Regions from separate parts of the Mus musculus genome. Here region 2 is linked to region 1. The links are chromatin contacts, called in public Hi-C maps. All regions are on one chromosome and are shown on one strand. Each heading gives the region's core, a stretch centred on a gene start, on an enhancer-like site or on the middle of the called end of the contact. The rest is flanking DNA. Distances are from core to core; before and after follow the strand shown.

What was found. Hi-C and Micro-C count contacts between places; a contact is called where the count stands out from the background.
Region 2: a contact with region 1 is called in a Hi-C map of B cells, with 6 read pairs. The contact joins the promoter of Rtraf here to the promoter of Kctd6 in region 1. A contact is called at or near these places in 1 of 39 promoter capture datasets (pre-B cells) and 1 of 484 Hi-C or Micro-C datasets (B cells).

The regions. Positions count from the first base shown.
Region 1 is chr14:8,210,470-8,218,397 of GRCm38.p6, reverse strand. Kctd6 (potassium channel tetramerisation domain containing 6) reads right to left here and starts at 4,317. Exons shown (of 3, transcript NM_027782.3): 1 at 4,056-4,317.
Region 2 is chr14:19,820,770-19,828,697 of GRCm38.p6, reverse strand. It overlaps Rtraf (RNA transcription, translation and transport factor), which reads left to right and starts at 4,875. Exons shown (of 8, transcript NM_026528.3): 1 at 4,875-5,029; 2 at 6,008-6,132. The coding sequence starts at 4,969.

The sequences.
Region 1 (7,928 bases), core at 3,068-5,567:
GCTCTCAGGAGGAAGAGATCTAGACTCCCAGGGAGAAAACGGAGGGCTTTGGCAAAGAGCCTGAAAAGTGAAATGCTAAAAGAAAAAGTGCCTAGCCTGAGAAGAGACTCTAGAATCGAGCAACAATTTAAATAGGCAGGGATGGAACAGCCTTTCTGCTTGTAAGCGCACACACACACACACACACACACACACACGCACGCACGCACGCACGCACGCACGCACGCATGCATGTATAGAGTTATAAAATAAAGAGGCAGGATAGACCACAAGACTTGCTCACAGCCCCACATCTGGGGAGTACCTGAACAATAACTTGTGTTTGCTGACTCCTAGTCTAGATTTTTACAAAAGCGCCCTCTTGAAGTAGAAATTCAAAGAACAGAATCCAAAAACCAAACAATTGAAAAGCATCCATTTAAGACTTCCCATAACCAACTATTAATCCTATCCACCTACCACTTTATTTACAATTTAACAAAAACTCAGGCTAGTCATAATGAGCCCGTAAAAATTCCTACCACTAAATAAAAATGGCAGTAACCTACTCATTAGCGCCAATAATGGCTGCTGTTCCATCTTAAGCGACAGAAAGAATCCTAGTTCATGAACATTCAAATGACTAATGAAGAATGGAAGCCCAAAACACAAGGAAAAAAAAATCAGACAGCTCTTATGCCAGTACTAACCTTTCACATTTATGTCTTCATGCCTAAATCAAAACACGGTAACGTCTTATGCAATCATCCACACAAACAATCAAAAAAGTTAGATGTTTCTGAATCTCTTCTACAGCAAAAGCCAAGGTCTGGCTACACACATATAACAAAGCTCAAGCTTACTAATCTAGGACAGCAGTCATGGGAATGTGTATATGTATGTGAATATATATGGCTGGGGGCTAGTGGGATGCACAGGCAATGACGTACATCTTTACTAAGGAGTTAGCTCCATGATCCAAGCCCAGATTCCTTCCTTTCTTCTTTTTTTGGGGGGCGGGGGAGTGGGGAAAAGGGGACAGGGTTTCTCTGTATAGCCTTAACTGTCCTGAAACTCGCTCTGTAGACCAAGCTAACCTTGAACTCAGAACTCAGAGATTTATCTGCCTCTGCCTCCTGGAATGCTGGAATTAAAGGCATGTGCCACTACCTCCTGGACAAGCCCAGGTTTCTTAAAAAGCACTTCAAGACCTTATAGTTATACATAAAATACATCAAAATAAAATACTAGTCACTTCCAATATAAGCTAGCAAAATCTATTTAAAATATTGTACTAAATTGATCACCAATAAAGTCAAAATGGGAGTAGTCTTGATTGATTTAAAATTGGTATGTGTTCCTTGTAAACATAAACAGAGACGCAACTAGAGAGACAAGAGGGGCAAGATTCTAGCCTATCCAACAGCCGGACTCTGAACTGATGCCTGCCAAGAACATCTCAGGGGTGGATACAATAAACACAACCCAGAAGTAGCTTCAGCTTCTTCCACCTCATCGTTCTCCAGGGACGCTAACAATTCATTTCCCTTTCATCTTCTCTCCCATCCGGCACAACCTCCTCCAGTGGAGGGCTTAATGAGAACAAGCCAGGCGACAGAAGGCCTCCAAGGGGGCATCAAGCAGGCCAAGGTGAAATGTTTCCTCATAAGATTCCTTTAAGTGACTTTCCCTTACGAAAGATCTTTCTTAGAGTCATGGCTACAACCAACGACTATAAAGTTCAAAGAAAGGCTTTCTGACTTGTAAAATCGGTTTACCTGAAAATACCTGACCTTTGATTCAAAAAAAAAAAAAAATTATGGTCCTAAAGACTATCATGCTTGCTTGAACTTCAAAGGTCATTGTAACTAATGTGTAAAATCTGATAGTATGTTAGCAGGTAGTTAAGAAAAACATATTCTGAAGAATTTCTAGAAGCCTGAAAAGAAGTTACTAATTTACTGACCCTAGCAAATCTGAAGAATGCACACTCCAGGAAGTTAACAACTTAACCTGTGAGAACCCTCCTTACCACAGCAAAGCTACAGTGGGGGTTATGATAAGACAGCACAAACATTCTAGACTTACTTCTGCTATTGAGTAAGACGCTCCAGAGCAAAAGTCCTCCTCCCCTGTAACAGTCTATATGCCGTAATGCTAACCTCGGATTAGAAAATGTAATGATACAACTGTAGTCACTGCCTTCCCACGCTTTCTGGGTAGCCCTTCCAAGTGCTTTTCTACTGAAACCTTTGTGTCTGCCATCCCAAAATGAAGACCGGTAAATTTTCTCTCTCCACCTATACTTACCTTCCAAGCTGCCTTTGTACTGAGTTTCTCTGTTCTTGGGAACGTGGGAGTTTGAAAGTGAAATACTTTTTATAGTAATTGGTTCAGTGGCATCTCCTGGCGTCTTCGGAGTTAACATCCACATACAGGCCAGCACAAGTAGCGAGCGCACAAGGATAATGGGATTATAAAGCTAAATTACCACTAACTAAACCCCTCTCTCAACCTCGTGGGCTAGAAGAAAGGAAATGTAGGCAAAAAGGGAGAAAGTCCTACAAGAAATTATGAATCTTCTGACAGTATCAAACCAGAAGAATATATACTCTCCAGCTTAAGTGCTGTCAGAGTCACAAATCATAAAATTCTACTTTCCCTCAGTTTCCACCAAAATGGGTATTATGACCTTCCCAAAAGTAACCACACCGTTTAAACACAATGGAGGTAAAACTGGCCGACAGGGCAGTGAGGAGTGGCGCTCTGGATTCACGTGCAGCATGCCAGCAGAGGGCTGTGAGAACCTGAGTAGACCGCCCTTTACTACTCGCAGCATCACCAAAATTTAAATAGGTAAGTCAGACACGGTGGGCGAACATGCAGGTTAGGACCAATCTGTGTTCCCACTCTGTCCCGTCCCTGGCCCTCCTTTCCCGGAGATCCCACCGCAGTTGCCGTGAGAAAAACTAAAGGTAAAATGATGTCCAGCGTTCGCAGAGACAAACAGACACGTGAGCTCTCGGGACTTCTAGAAAGCATGACTCAGGGTTGTCTCAAGATAAAGCAGAAGACACACATACGTGTTCCGTTTAAAATAGACCCCAACTATTAAAATCCAGGATGCGACGATGGATCATAGGAGTGACCATAAGACTGCTTTCCACGCTATTGCTTCAGCTAAAATACACTTTAAAAATTTTCAAATTCTATGGCCATCTTTCTACCTACGGTATTACAAAAAACTAAGAATCCGTGTGGGCTCCTGGTTTTCATCCAAAGGGTGATTCTCCCACCCTACCTACTTAGATCTTTACTCTTTTGAAACACTTCTGGCTTTGGGCCTGTAATACCCCACCATTATTCCCATACTAGAATATCTGCAACAGCGAAAAAGATGAGCCTGCCAAGGGGGGTACATTGGAGCAGGTTGTTTGGGCTATCCCAGACATTCTTAGCTAAACCAGGTCACATCGGTCTATTTGTCTGCATCACGAAATCCTGAAACCAGGTTTATCAACTTGCTGTATGTACTGGTGTACAGAACAGAAACATGACAACTTCAGCAGAATATCCAAACAGGATCTCAGTCACGTTTCGTTTCCCCGTCCCACCCCCAGACACAGCCTCCGCTGCCATCGCCCAGCAGGTGCTGCAGGGGCTCCCCACGACCTCGCCAAGGATCACCTCTTAACACCCAGCACTAAATCGCCGTGACATCCCAAAATTCCGGTAAAAAGCTGCAATTTGTGCACAAAACCCAAAAAGCAGAGCTTTAAACTAGGGCAGTGGCGGCTAATAAACACCACTCCCCAAAACACCAACCCTTTGCCCCGCAGAGCCCGCTGGTCCCTACTCCGCGGTCTCCCGCAAGCCAAGCCCGGCCGGCCACGCGCACCGAGCCCCGAACCCGAGCCGGAGCCCAAAGCCCGAGGCGGCCGCGCGTCCCCGATTTCCCCGCCCAGGCCCCGCCGCGGGCTCGTGCCAGCCCGGGGACGCGCGGCCGCCACCCGCCGTTCTCCTCAGCCCGACTTCCCGCAGCCCCGGCCCGCAGGCCCCGCTCGCGCCCCACTCACTGCACGAGCGCGGAGGCGACCCGGCCGGGAGACGCCGGCGGCCCGAGAGCGCGAGCGCGGGGACGAGCGAGCCCGCGCCCCGCGGCGGCAGCGGCGGCGGTGGCGGCGGCGGCGGCGGCGGCGGCAGAGGGGACGAGTGAGCCGGAGCCCGGAGTTGCGGCTCCAGCTGCCCGGCGCGGGCGGCGCCTTCTCAGCAGAGTCGCGGCGCCGAGAACGCGGACGCCCCCTATCGGCGGCGCGGGGCGAAGGCCGGGAAGCCGGATCGCCGCGGGCACTCTGGGCGCTGCCGGGGCGGCGTGGTCAGGCGGGCTCTGCAGCAGTCCCGAAGCCCCGCCTCCGTCCCGTTCCTATCCCCGCCCCGCCCAGGACTCCCGCGCGGAGCTCCGCCCAGGCCACGCCCCTAACTCCCCCTCCGCTTTCAGCCTCTCCTCCTGGCCGCCAGCAGTCTCTTCCCTGCTTGCCCAGGACTCCTTCTCCGCAACTGTTTCTCCTCAGCTGTTTTCACTAAGTCGATAGACCTCATCGCATGCAGGGCTTAGAGAGAAGAGCAGCCACCCAGACCGAGGCGCGTCTCAAGACTCAAAAAAGCAGCCAGTAGACACACACAAGACAAGTTCGAATCCTGGTGAGAGCGGTCCAATAAGAAGGCTGCCTTGGCCGGGCTTGGTGGCATACGCCAGAACTCCGGAGGCAGAGGCAGGTGGATTTCTGAGTTCGAGGCCAGCCTGGTCTACAAAGTGAGTTCCAGGACAGCCAAGGCTACACAGAGAAACCCTGTCTTGAAAAAACAACAACAAAAAAAAGAAGGCTGCCTTGGAGAATAAGGGAAGATGTGACGATCTGATATATATAAAATATTAGTATACATTTAATGTTATTAATATTGATGTAATTATATTATATTAATATATACATAATAATGTAGTTAATATTATTAATGTATTAATATATAAGACTCCTGGCCTTATATATTAAGGCAGGCCATTCTGTAAAGTAATGGCTTAGAGGGACCACCGATCCAGCCTTTTAGGCAGAGAAGAGCAGCCAGTTAGAAGGGCAGAGCTAACTAACGTCATCCTGTGTAATACCTCTGAGGATCTTAGTCTGGATGGGACTGGCAAGGGTAATGTCCCTTCAGGAAGGACATCAAGGCTGCAGGGCTAATTGGATTCCATGCATAGACAAGATGCAAAAGCCACCACTTCTAGCTAGCCAGATCTCAATCCACTTCTACATGGGTGAAAAGCCACTGGCCTTAGAAACTCACCTGGGCCAGGCATAGTAAAAGTAGTGCACATCCTTAATGCCAGCACTTAGAGGCAGTGGCATGTGGGTCTCTTGTGAGCTCTAGGTTAGCCTGGCCCACATAGCTAGTCTCTAGGACAGATGAGGCTACATAACGAGACCCTTTCTCAAAAGAACAAAACAGAAACTTACCTGGTTTACACATCTGCATGTTTGTGAGGTGGTTCTGAAATCTAGTTTTTATATGTATGATCATCATCTAATATTCTATTTTTTCTCCAAAAATCAAATTGATAGGTTAAATAAGCAATGTGGACTTCAACACAATGGACGGCTACATTGACATCTAAGCAAGGATACAAACTAATTAAGAATATGGGAATAGGGCTGGAGAAATGGCTCAGCGGGTAAGAGCACTGACTGCTCTTCCGAAGGTCCTGAGTTCAAATCCCAGAAACCACATGGTGGCTCACAACCATCTGTAATGGGATCTGATGCCCTCTTCCGGTATGTCTGAAGTCAGCTAAAGTGTACTTATGTATAATAATAAATAAATCTTTTTAAAAAGAATATGGGAATATGCTCCTGCAAATCAGGACACAAAATCATACATACAGGACCCCAATGTTGATTTTAATACATACAGTACCCCAATGTTGATTTTAATACATACAGTACCCTAATGTTGATTTTAATACATACAGCACCCCAATGTTGATTTTAATACATACAGTACCCCAATGTTGATTTTTTTTTCCCTATTTTTTTGTTTGTTTTGAGACAAGTCTTCTCTGTGTAGCCTCGCTGTGCTGGAACTCACTCTGTAGACCAGGCTGGCCTCAAACTCAGAGATCCGACTGCCTCTGCCTCCCAAGTGCTGGAATTAAAGGCGTGCGCCACCACTTCCTCACCCACCCTCCCATTCCCCCCCCACCCCCCGGCAGCCCCTACTAACATTGATTTTTTTTTTAAAGGAGTACACATAGACAAAAACTTTGATGACTAAACCATTGAACATGGTATTCCAAGGCAACAGGATACAAATGTTAGTAACTTTTGCAAAAGATTTTCTCAAAAATTATGTGTATTTAAAAATTTATATATTTTGCTTGCAATGTATGTAAGATGCTGCCTGTGCTACTTTCAATGCCTGTGCAGGCCAGAAGATGGTGGTGCATCCCTTGGAATTGACCTTATAGACGGCATTCTTAGCTACCATGTGGAGCTGGGAATAGAACCCTGGTCCTCTGGAAGAACAGCCATCTCTCCAGCCTCCACTTATTGCTTCTTAATGTTCTTCTGAATTTTATTTATTTTCTACAATATGTGGATATTGGACTTACAGTCAGAAAAATACAATGAGTATGGATGTTTGTCTTTGTGGTACTAAAGACTGAATCCAGGACAGTACAAACTAAACACTCTCTGTACTGCTAAACTATACCACTTGTCCCATAATGTATTCTACAAAAAGAAAACATAGAAATCACTGATGATCAACATCTCTCGGATTTGGCATCACTACAATTGAACTGCTTTTAATTTACTGGTATCTCTGGAAAAGTCACCTCCCATATTTCTCCAAATAAAGACCATATATATATTTAAAGACAAGGTTATCACCAAGTAGATCAGGCTGGGTTCAAAGTCACAGAGATCTTCCAGCCTCCTGAGTGCTGGGATCTAAAGCATGTACCACCACACTTGGATAGGTCTGATCAAGGTTATATAGATAAAATAAATTACGTTTTCAAATTTATAACTTAATACAGTCACTTTAATTTTTGTATAATAATGTTTTACTCCTAGTTTTAATAAGGCTGGAGGTGTGTTTAGATTTCTTGTATGAATAACCACAGAGTCCAAAAGCAATGACCATTCATATTCTCACCTAGTCTTTATCTAATTTTTTCCATTTCTCTGCTGACTAAGCTTACCCACATTGAACTGTATACCACTTCCGTAATGACAGGCATCACTAACTGGGTCTTTCGCTCCTAACATGACATCGGTAAGTATGATGGGAGCTCTCAGCTCTCACAGAGAAATATTTGTAGAGTTAGGAAGCATTTGCTTTGCTATGGATGGATGCTAATATAATGAGTTCCAGTCTTGAATTGTTAATCCATCCATACTTTTTTTGTTTTTGTTTTTTTCCAGACAGGGTTTCTCTGTATAGCCCTGGCTGGCCTGGAACTCACTTTGTAGACCAGGCTGGCCTCGAACTCAGAAATCCGCCTGCCTCTGCCTCCAGAGTTCTGGGATTAAAGGCGTGTGCCACCACCACCCAGCTCCATCCATACATTCTTGATGGCATCTTAGTTTTTCACTATATTGCTAAATTCTCTTGGCTAATATTTTATTTAGATTTTTGGCTTCCATAGTTATGAAAGAGATAGGCCTATTCTCTGTATTATTCTATGTGGTTTGAAACTCTTTTCTTTTTAAATAAATTGGACTTTTGGTTGTTGTTTTTTTTAAAGACTTATTTATTTATTTTATGTATATGAGTACGCCATTGCTCTCTTCAGACACACCAGAAGAGGGCATCAGATCCCATTACAGATGGTTGTGAGCCACCATATGGAACTGAACTCAGGACCCCTGGAAGAGCAGTCAGTGCTCTTA
Region 2 (7,928 bases), core at 3,626-6,125, about 12 Mb before region 1:
AGCTTCCCCTACCTAACTGCTAGCCTCTGGGAGAAGGGCCCGTTCTCAGAATTCAAAACAAAAAGAAATAGCCAAACCTTTGCAAGCTTCAGAGCTAGGGAACCTGCCTAAGAAGCTCCCCCCAGTGCTGGGTAAAAGGGAAGAGAGCAGGAACGTGGACAGAGGGTGTGCAAAGCAGGATGGAGAAGGCTGGCTGCATGTTGGTCAGACTTATGGGATGTGGTCCTCTCTGTATCATTCACTGCCTGCTTTTGCATCTTCAGAGTGGCTTCCTTGATATTTGGAAGGCTTCACAGAAATTTATCCATCGAACATCCACCTCCATTTCTGCACCTTCAACTGTCCCCTTAAAGCCTTCTCCATTTTCTGGGACACTACATATGCCTTGTTCTCTCGGTACTTCCAATCATATTTTCCCACACTCCATGATGCTTCCTCTTACTCCACTTGGACATGAACACTGTCTTCTAAGACATGTGCTCACCCTCTGTCCTCTCCCTGCTCTGATGTAGCACACATCCAAACAGTTGCAACTACAGCTTCCTACTGGGGCATCTCTAGCCTTGTCCCTTCACTCATGCTCACTCCTGACCTCTCAGCAGGGATGCTGGAATACAGCTGCCACTACCTCGAAATCACAGGTCCCATACCTGGTCCCTCAGCTGCTACACAAGGACTCCCTTTCACCAGCACAATTGCCTCTATTCATAGCTTCACTCAAGGGTCTGATCTTGATGTATCTCCTGTCTTCTACTCACCCTATGTAGAGTCCCACTGATTCTGTGGACCATTTGTTTGAACCCTCTCTGGGGTCTGTCCTCAGCTTAGGAGCATTTCCATTGTGACTGGCTCTGTCCCTGAAGGGAGTTATGGGCATCTGCAAAGCTGGTGGCTCCACACAAGACATTTTCCAGAATGTCCAGTCTCCACTGTGCATCTGTTTTCTTTTTGTAGAATTGAATGTGGGAGATGAATGGTTTATGCTTTTTGTGTGACGAGAATTCTTAGTCATGCACATTCCATTTCCACAATAAAATGTAGTTCTCAGTTTCTTGGAGTCCCTTCAGATATAACAGAAAGGGTCTCAGAAAGAGATGGAGATGCTCAGGAGGCTCTCTGTAGGAGAGGGACCTCTCTGCATTACACAATTTAAGAAAAATCTGATTTCCTAAGGTAACATTTTCTGTTTCCTAAGGTAACATTAACTGTTTCCAATTGGTAACATTTATCAGAATATAAAGCACTGTTGTTTGCAATATAGAGGCTGTTGTGAATGTTTCTAAAGGTTACCAACTTGTTTTGCTCACGTTTTGGAAGAATAACTGAACAAAGATTTAGTGAACTTGGTAGCTTTAGTAATTTGACAGGTTAAACTGGGCTTAGTGGAGTACACCTTTAATCCCAGCACTTAGGAGGCAGAGGCAGATGGATCTCTGTGAATTTAAGGCCAGCATGACCTATATAGTGAGTTCCTTTCCAAAAAAGGAAGGAAGGAAGGAAGGAAGGAAGGAAGGAAGGAACAAACAGAAAGATTTCAACAAGCTTCAGTGTGTAATGTCTACCTCTGATGGTTATCTTACTTAAGATGTGTTGTCTTTAGTGATGCTGGCCTTGCCATCCCCATGAGACTGAACCACTACATACCTTGAAGATACTGCAGATTTTGTGAGCCTTATATATTGAATCTATTCAACTTGTTCACTGATGCAGTCAAGTCAACCAATAAGCAAATGGACAGGGCTGTGTTGAAACAGAACTTTGTTTAGAGATGTTGAGATTGGAATTGCATATACACTTCACTCGTCATCTGTTTCTCGTCTTCTGAGATACTTGTATGGCTAACCCCTTAGCTCCTGCAAGTCTTTCTTTCACCTTCTCAATGAAGCCCTACCCAGACAGATCGTTCTGCCCCAAACAGCAAGTGACACCAAGTCCCCCCAACTCATTGTCCTCACCCATTTTTACCTTCCTCCTCATTCCGTGACTTCCCATAGCACTTAGGGCCTTCCAAACATAATACATAATTTACATATGTATGTTTCTATTGTTCATCCTCCTTTGCCAGATAGAAAGCTTCTCACCTGTAGAGTTTGTTGTTCATAATTTCACAGAGCCCTCCGAAGGGCCCAGAAGACTTCGTGTCACAGCTGACACGGAAAGACTTGGTTGAATAATTCAATGGATGGATGAGTGGCTTGTGAAACTCTCAATTGACCACTGGTTGGGGTTCAGGTCGTTTGATAATAAAATGTTTCTCCATTATGTGGGCTTGGCCTTTAGAAATGAGGTTGTATACCTTCTATTTCAAAGGCCCTGTGGTGGTTTGTATGAGATGGTCCCCCACCCCATAGGCTCATATATCCTCACAGGCTCGAGTCCCCAGTTGATTAGGTGTTTGGAAAGACTGGGGTGTGTGTTCTTGTTTAGAAGAGTTGTGTCACTGGGGAGGGGGGCTTTTGAGGTTTCAAAAACCCAAGCCAGGCCCAGTGTCTCTCTGCCTGATTCCTCTGAAACTGTCAACAAGCCCACATTAATCACTTCCTCCTCCTCCTCCTCCTCCTCCTTCTTCTCTTTAAAGATTTATTTATTATTTATTTATTTTATGTATGTGAGTACACTGTAGCTGTCTTCAGACACAACATATCCTACTACATATGTTTGTGAGCCACCCTGTGGTTGCTGGGAATTGTACTCAGGATCTCTGGAAGAGCAGTCAGTGCTCTTACCTGCTGAGCCATCTCTCCAGCACCTGCCCTTGCTTTTCCTGATTCATTTGGTATGAAACTTAACTGGGAAAACATGAATTGTCTCTGAGAGCCCGTTTAAAACTGCACTCGATCCTGCGGAACGTTCAAAGCTTCTCATTATGCATGTGTCCCTTTCTGGCTCCAGACTAGAAGCGTCTAATCTAAGCATCTGTGTTGATTATTACATTTAAACCTCCTGAAATTAGACACTACAGCTTCTTCATTTGTATGCCCCACAGATGCAAACACTGTTTAATTACCGGCTCCTGAACTAAAATGAAACGTACAGTTGGCTTAGCTCCAAGAGATTCAATAACGCCCCTCAGCTTGCCATGAAAGGCCTTTCTTGATCAAGCGCCTGCCTTTGTCCACAGTCTCGCCAGCTGTCACCACCTCCCTCCAGCTTCCATAAGTGTTTCCCTCTCGGCCCTATTGTTCATTTCTTGCCTTTGTGCATCTGTTTCCAGCAAAATCAGTTATCATTTTGACTGCGAGTGAACTCCTCACTATCTCCAAGCCACTGTTTCTCTCTTTTGTCCCTCCCACCCTCCCTTTTTGGTCTTTTAAATGGAATCAAAGTAGACAGCCAGTCTGTCCTGCTCATCACTGCTCGCCTGTATCTGGAAAACAATTTGTAACGGAATGGGAAGGGTCTTAAATCCAGTAGGAGCATTTGATTGTCTCTAGAGCACAGCAGGCAGTTCCTGAGGCAGGCAAGCATGGGAGAGAGGATAGCTTGGAACCCCAATTTGTTTCTGGTTATTCACATAGCCCCTCTTACAATGATGCTCTTGGCAGCCTTGTTCCTTCATTGGTAAGTCACACACACACACACACACACATACACACACACACACACACAACCAAAAATTCTCCAAACAATTTACCTGGCACCTCGGAACTCCCTTAACCTCCCCAGATTATATATACTTCTACCTCTAAATAATAATGTTTCTTCACCCCTAGTACCAATCACACCTACACAGTTTTTATTCAAGTATATTCCCAATGTATGGGGTATAAAGATTAGAAGGGTCAAGATGGCCTGAACTTGCTTGGGGTATAGGCACAATTAAGGGGAAACTATGTCCTCTAATAAGCTTTTAAGAAGAATCTCTTATTTACTCTCATATGCCTGTGCATGTGATTAAAGCCAGATGCATTATTGGAAGGGACGTGAGCAGTATTGAAATGATCGTATAACCTGATCTATCAATTGAAATAAAGGATCATTCACATTAGTAACCAGCGCCTCCTTTTTCTTGACCGGTGAAGAGACCCAGGCTGTAGCCTGAGGTACTTGGTACTTTTGCTCGCGTTGCCTGCTGTCATTCTGTAACTTTGCACTATAGCATTGCTTCAAATAAAACTATTTTGCTTTTGCATATTTGGATAAGAGGCCAAAAACCTGGAAGCATGCAACTTAGATCATAAGCACCGACAGCTTTGCTAAAAGATAAGAAGAAAGTTTTAAATGGGCGCTTTAGATTATCAGTCGCGTTACAGAGTGGGGAAAATACATCAGGAAAGGCAAGAAAGGATGAGAGAGAAGAGATGGCAGGACTTAGTGGCCCACTGAAGGTAGTGACTGAGAGGTTTGAGGAGAAGGAAACGCAGGTTCCCGGTTTCTGACTTCACTGTTTGGGGACAAACTGAAATATGGCATGGGGGTTGTATCTAATCTCCACATCACTCCAATTAGTCCGAAAGAATATCCTGCAGGGACCTTTCTTTTCGATCTTTGTATTACCAGCGTTCAAAGACGAGCAATTAATACGCTCAAGATATTAAACAGCAACTCTGAGCCAATAAGAGCTATAGCCGACTCGAGAAAGCGTACAGACATTTTTTTTTTTTTTTTTTTTTTGGTTTTGGTTTTGGGTTTTGGTTTTGCCTACTGTTGCAAGAAAAGGAGTTAGATCCACGAATCGCAGCTTCAGACCTGCTTTCGGTCCATTGTACAACTAGGAAGCTGACAATAAAGTTTATTTGAGCGTCGACGTGCACCGACGTGGCCCCGCCTCCTAAGCAGCAGCGATGATTGGCCAGCGCTTGCGGGCTGCGGGCGTTCCTAAGCCGCGATTGGCTCCGTCCGCCGTCCGTCGGAGCGTCGGTCACCGCCCCGCCCCTTCGCCGCGTCGCCGGTGCCTGCGCTGCCCGCCTCACCTCGCTTCTCCTGTCCCGGCGGAGGCCCGGGCGGCCAGCGCGAGCAGCGGGGACCATGTTCCGACGCAAGCTCACGGCCCTGGATTACCACAACCCCTCAGGCTTCAACTGCAAAGGTGGGTGGCGGCCGCGGGGTTCGGCGACGGCGCCTCCCCAGCCCGCCCGGACCCGGACCCAGACCCGGCAGCCGCTGCCCTGAGGCGCTCGGCAGGCTTCCCGGCCCCCGGGCGGCTCGGCGGGCACCTGCGGGGTAGGGGAGGGGACCGGGGATGCCCTTCGGGGCGCGCAGAAAGTTCGTGGCCGGCTGCCAGGGAAGTGGAACCGTTCAGAAAAAAAGATATTCCAGTCCTGCGGGCCAGTGGGAAACTGAGAGTGAGGCGGGGACCAGGGCCTCATTCCGCTGTGCAGGACGCACCGGTAGAAGCGGGGTGGCAGCGTTTGGTCTCCAGAAGCATATCAGGGTCAGTCCTGGTTTTTACTTGGCTTTTACTTGGCTCAAGATTGCTGGGTGGCGGTAGAGCCGAAATTGGGGGTTGAGACCTCAGTTTTCTGACGAGTAAAATGAGGATCTTTCCTGAGGGTTTTGGGTTTTGGTGTTTGGAGGGGTTGGATCTAAGGAAGCAGGTGCGTCCCGGTAACTGTACACTGTCCCCTAGCTTTCAGTTTTTAATATTTGTATTCAGGGTGCTTTAATCGTTTATTTCTAGTTTATTTTATTCTATTGGCTTGCTTCAAAGTTTTTACCTGCCCAATGCCCCTTAAACTCTAAAGGAACCAGAGTTCTAATAAAACATAGGAAACACTGTGCCCTGCATGTTTAATTCATTCAATACTCAAAACATCCCCACGAAGTAAGTCCCGTTTTCCTCATCTTGTATCTGAAGAATCTGAAGCTTAGAAAGTGTATCCGGTTTTCTGAGGCTCATCCAGAATTTGAGTCTATTGCAGTGAGCCAGGTATCTATGGCTCTGCAGTCTGAACTTTGAGCTCTTGCTGACTTCCCTCGGGGTCAGTTAATGTAGTGTTTGCAGGTTAGAAAGCCACCAAGGATCACAAAGGCTTTTAGTGACTTGATATATGATGTTTCGTTGCAGATGAAACAGAATTTAGAAACTTTATCGTTTGGCTTGAAGACCAGAAAATCAGACACTACAAGATTGAAGACAGAGGTAACTTGAGAAACATCCACAGCAGTGACTGGCCCAAGTTCTTTGAAAAGGTAATGAATCAGGAAGTAGAAGGAAGCACAGAGAACTTTTGTAAACGTTGTATGTTGAGTTGAAAATTCCTATGTTCTTTTAAGATATAATAGTGATCAGTGTGAGTAAAGCTAACTCCATGGATTCAAACTCTGTTGTTTTGATTTTTAAAGCAAATTATATTATCTCCAACCGAGCTGTCAGTATTTGGATTAAACATCATTTTCTAAATGTCACGGCATTCCTTAATAGGATTGTCTACATAATTTGTATGTATGTATGTATGTGTGTGTATGTGTTTATATGTATGTCGGGTATCCGCAGAGGCCAGAAGAGCACAGCACGTCTCTTGGAGCTTTAGTTACATTAGATACGAAAATGCAGCAATATACTTTTGAGTCCTTGTCTTAGTTACATTTCTATTCTGTGAAGAGATACCATGGCTAAAGCAGCTTCTAACAGAGAGCATTTACCCTGAGATTTCCCTACAGTTTCAGAGGGTGAATCAATGACCATCATGTGTGGAGTGTGGCACCAGGCAGGCAGAGCACCGGAGCCATAGCTGAGAACTCGCATCCTTATCTTCAAGGAGGACTCAGAGAGCTCACTGGGAATTGTGGGAAGGGAAAAGATGTGGGGTGGGCATGGCTTTTGAAACCTCGAAGCTCACCGTCAGTGACACACCTCCACCAGCAAGGCCACACCTCCTAATCCTTCCCAAACAGTTCCACCCACTGTGAACCAAACATTCAAATCTATGAGCCATGGGGGCCATTCTCATTCAAACTAGCACATACTCATTAAGAGCATCATTTCCATGCCTGAAACTTGAAACTGTCATGTTTATTCTTGTAGGTGAGGTACAGATGCCCCCTAAAAGCGCTCTGTGGATGATCTTGTGACTAGAATTGTTTCACATTGATTTATTTTAATTTTAGTAATATTCTTTCAGGAGTAATTGTTTCCAAACTCTATAAAAAAAAACCACATTATGTCATTACAGTGTCATCAACAAATGGGAATGACAGTGGCAGCTGTCTCTGTTCTGTTTGTATGTGTGTGTGTGTTTGTGTTTTGGTTTTTTGAGACAGGGTTTTTCTGTGTAGTCCTGGCTGTCCTGGCGCTCACTCTGTAGACCAGGCTGGCCTTGAACTCAGAAATCTGCCTGCCTCTGCCTCCGGAGTGCTGGGATTAAAGGCATGTGCCACCACCACTGCAGCTGTCTCTGTTCTTGTTCACAAGCCACATACCTGATAGGCCTCTCCCATAAATGTTTACCCATACCAAGGCCTAATGCTTCTTGCCACTGCAACTACTTGTAGTGGTTTATCTTTATTTACCCTTAAACTTTTTTTTCAGTTTTCAGTGGGCTTTTAAAGATCTTAAAATATAGTGCTAGTGTTTTCTGTTGGTTCACTTGTAAATGAAAAAGTATGCAGAGATTAGAGACACTTGCTTGTTTAAAAGATCCTGACAGATAGTAAAATAATCATAAATCGGGCTGGTGAGTTGGCTCAGCGGTTAAGAGTGCCGACTGCTCTTCCAAAGGTCCTGAGTTCAAATCCCAGCAACCACATGGTGGCTCACAGCCATCCATAACGAAATCTGATGCCCTCTTCTGGAGTGTCTGAAGACAGCTACAGTGTACTTACATAAAATAAATAAATATTTTTAAAAAATCATAAGTCACCCAAATACTATTAGAAATGTTGTTTAAGGTATCTTAGGAAACATCTATTTGGTAATTAATATAGATTTTAAGTTATTAACTTGCATTCAGTACTCACAAAGTGGCTTTTGATCGTGGCCAAATCTA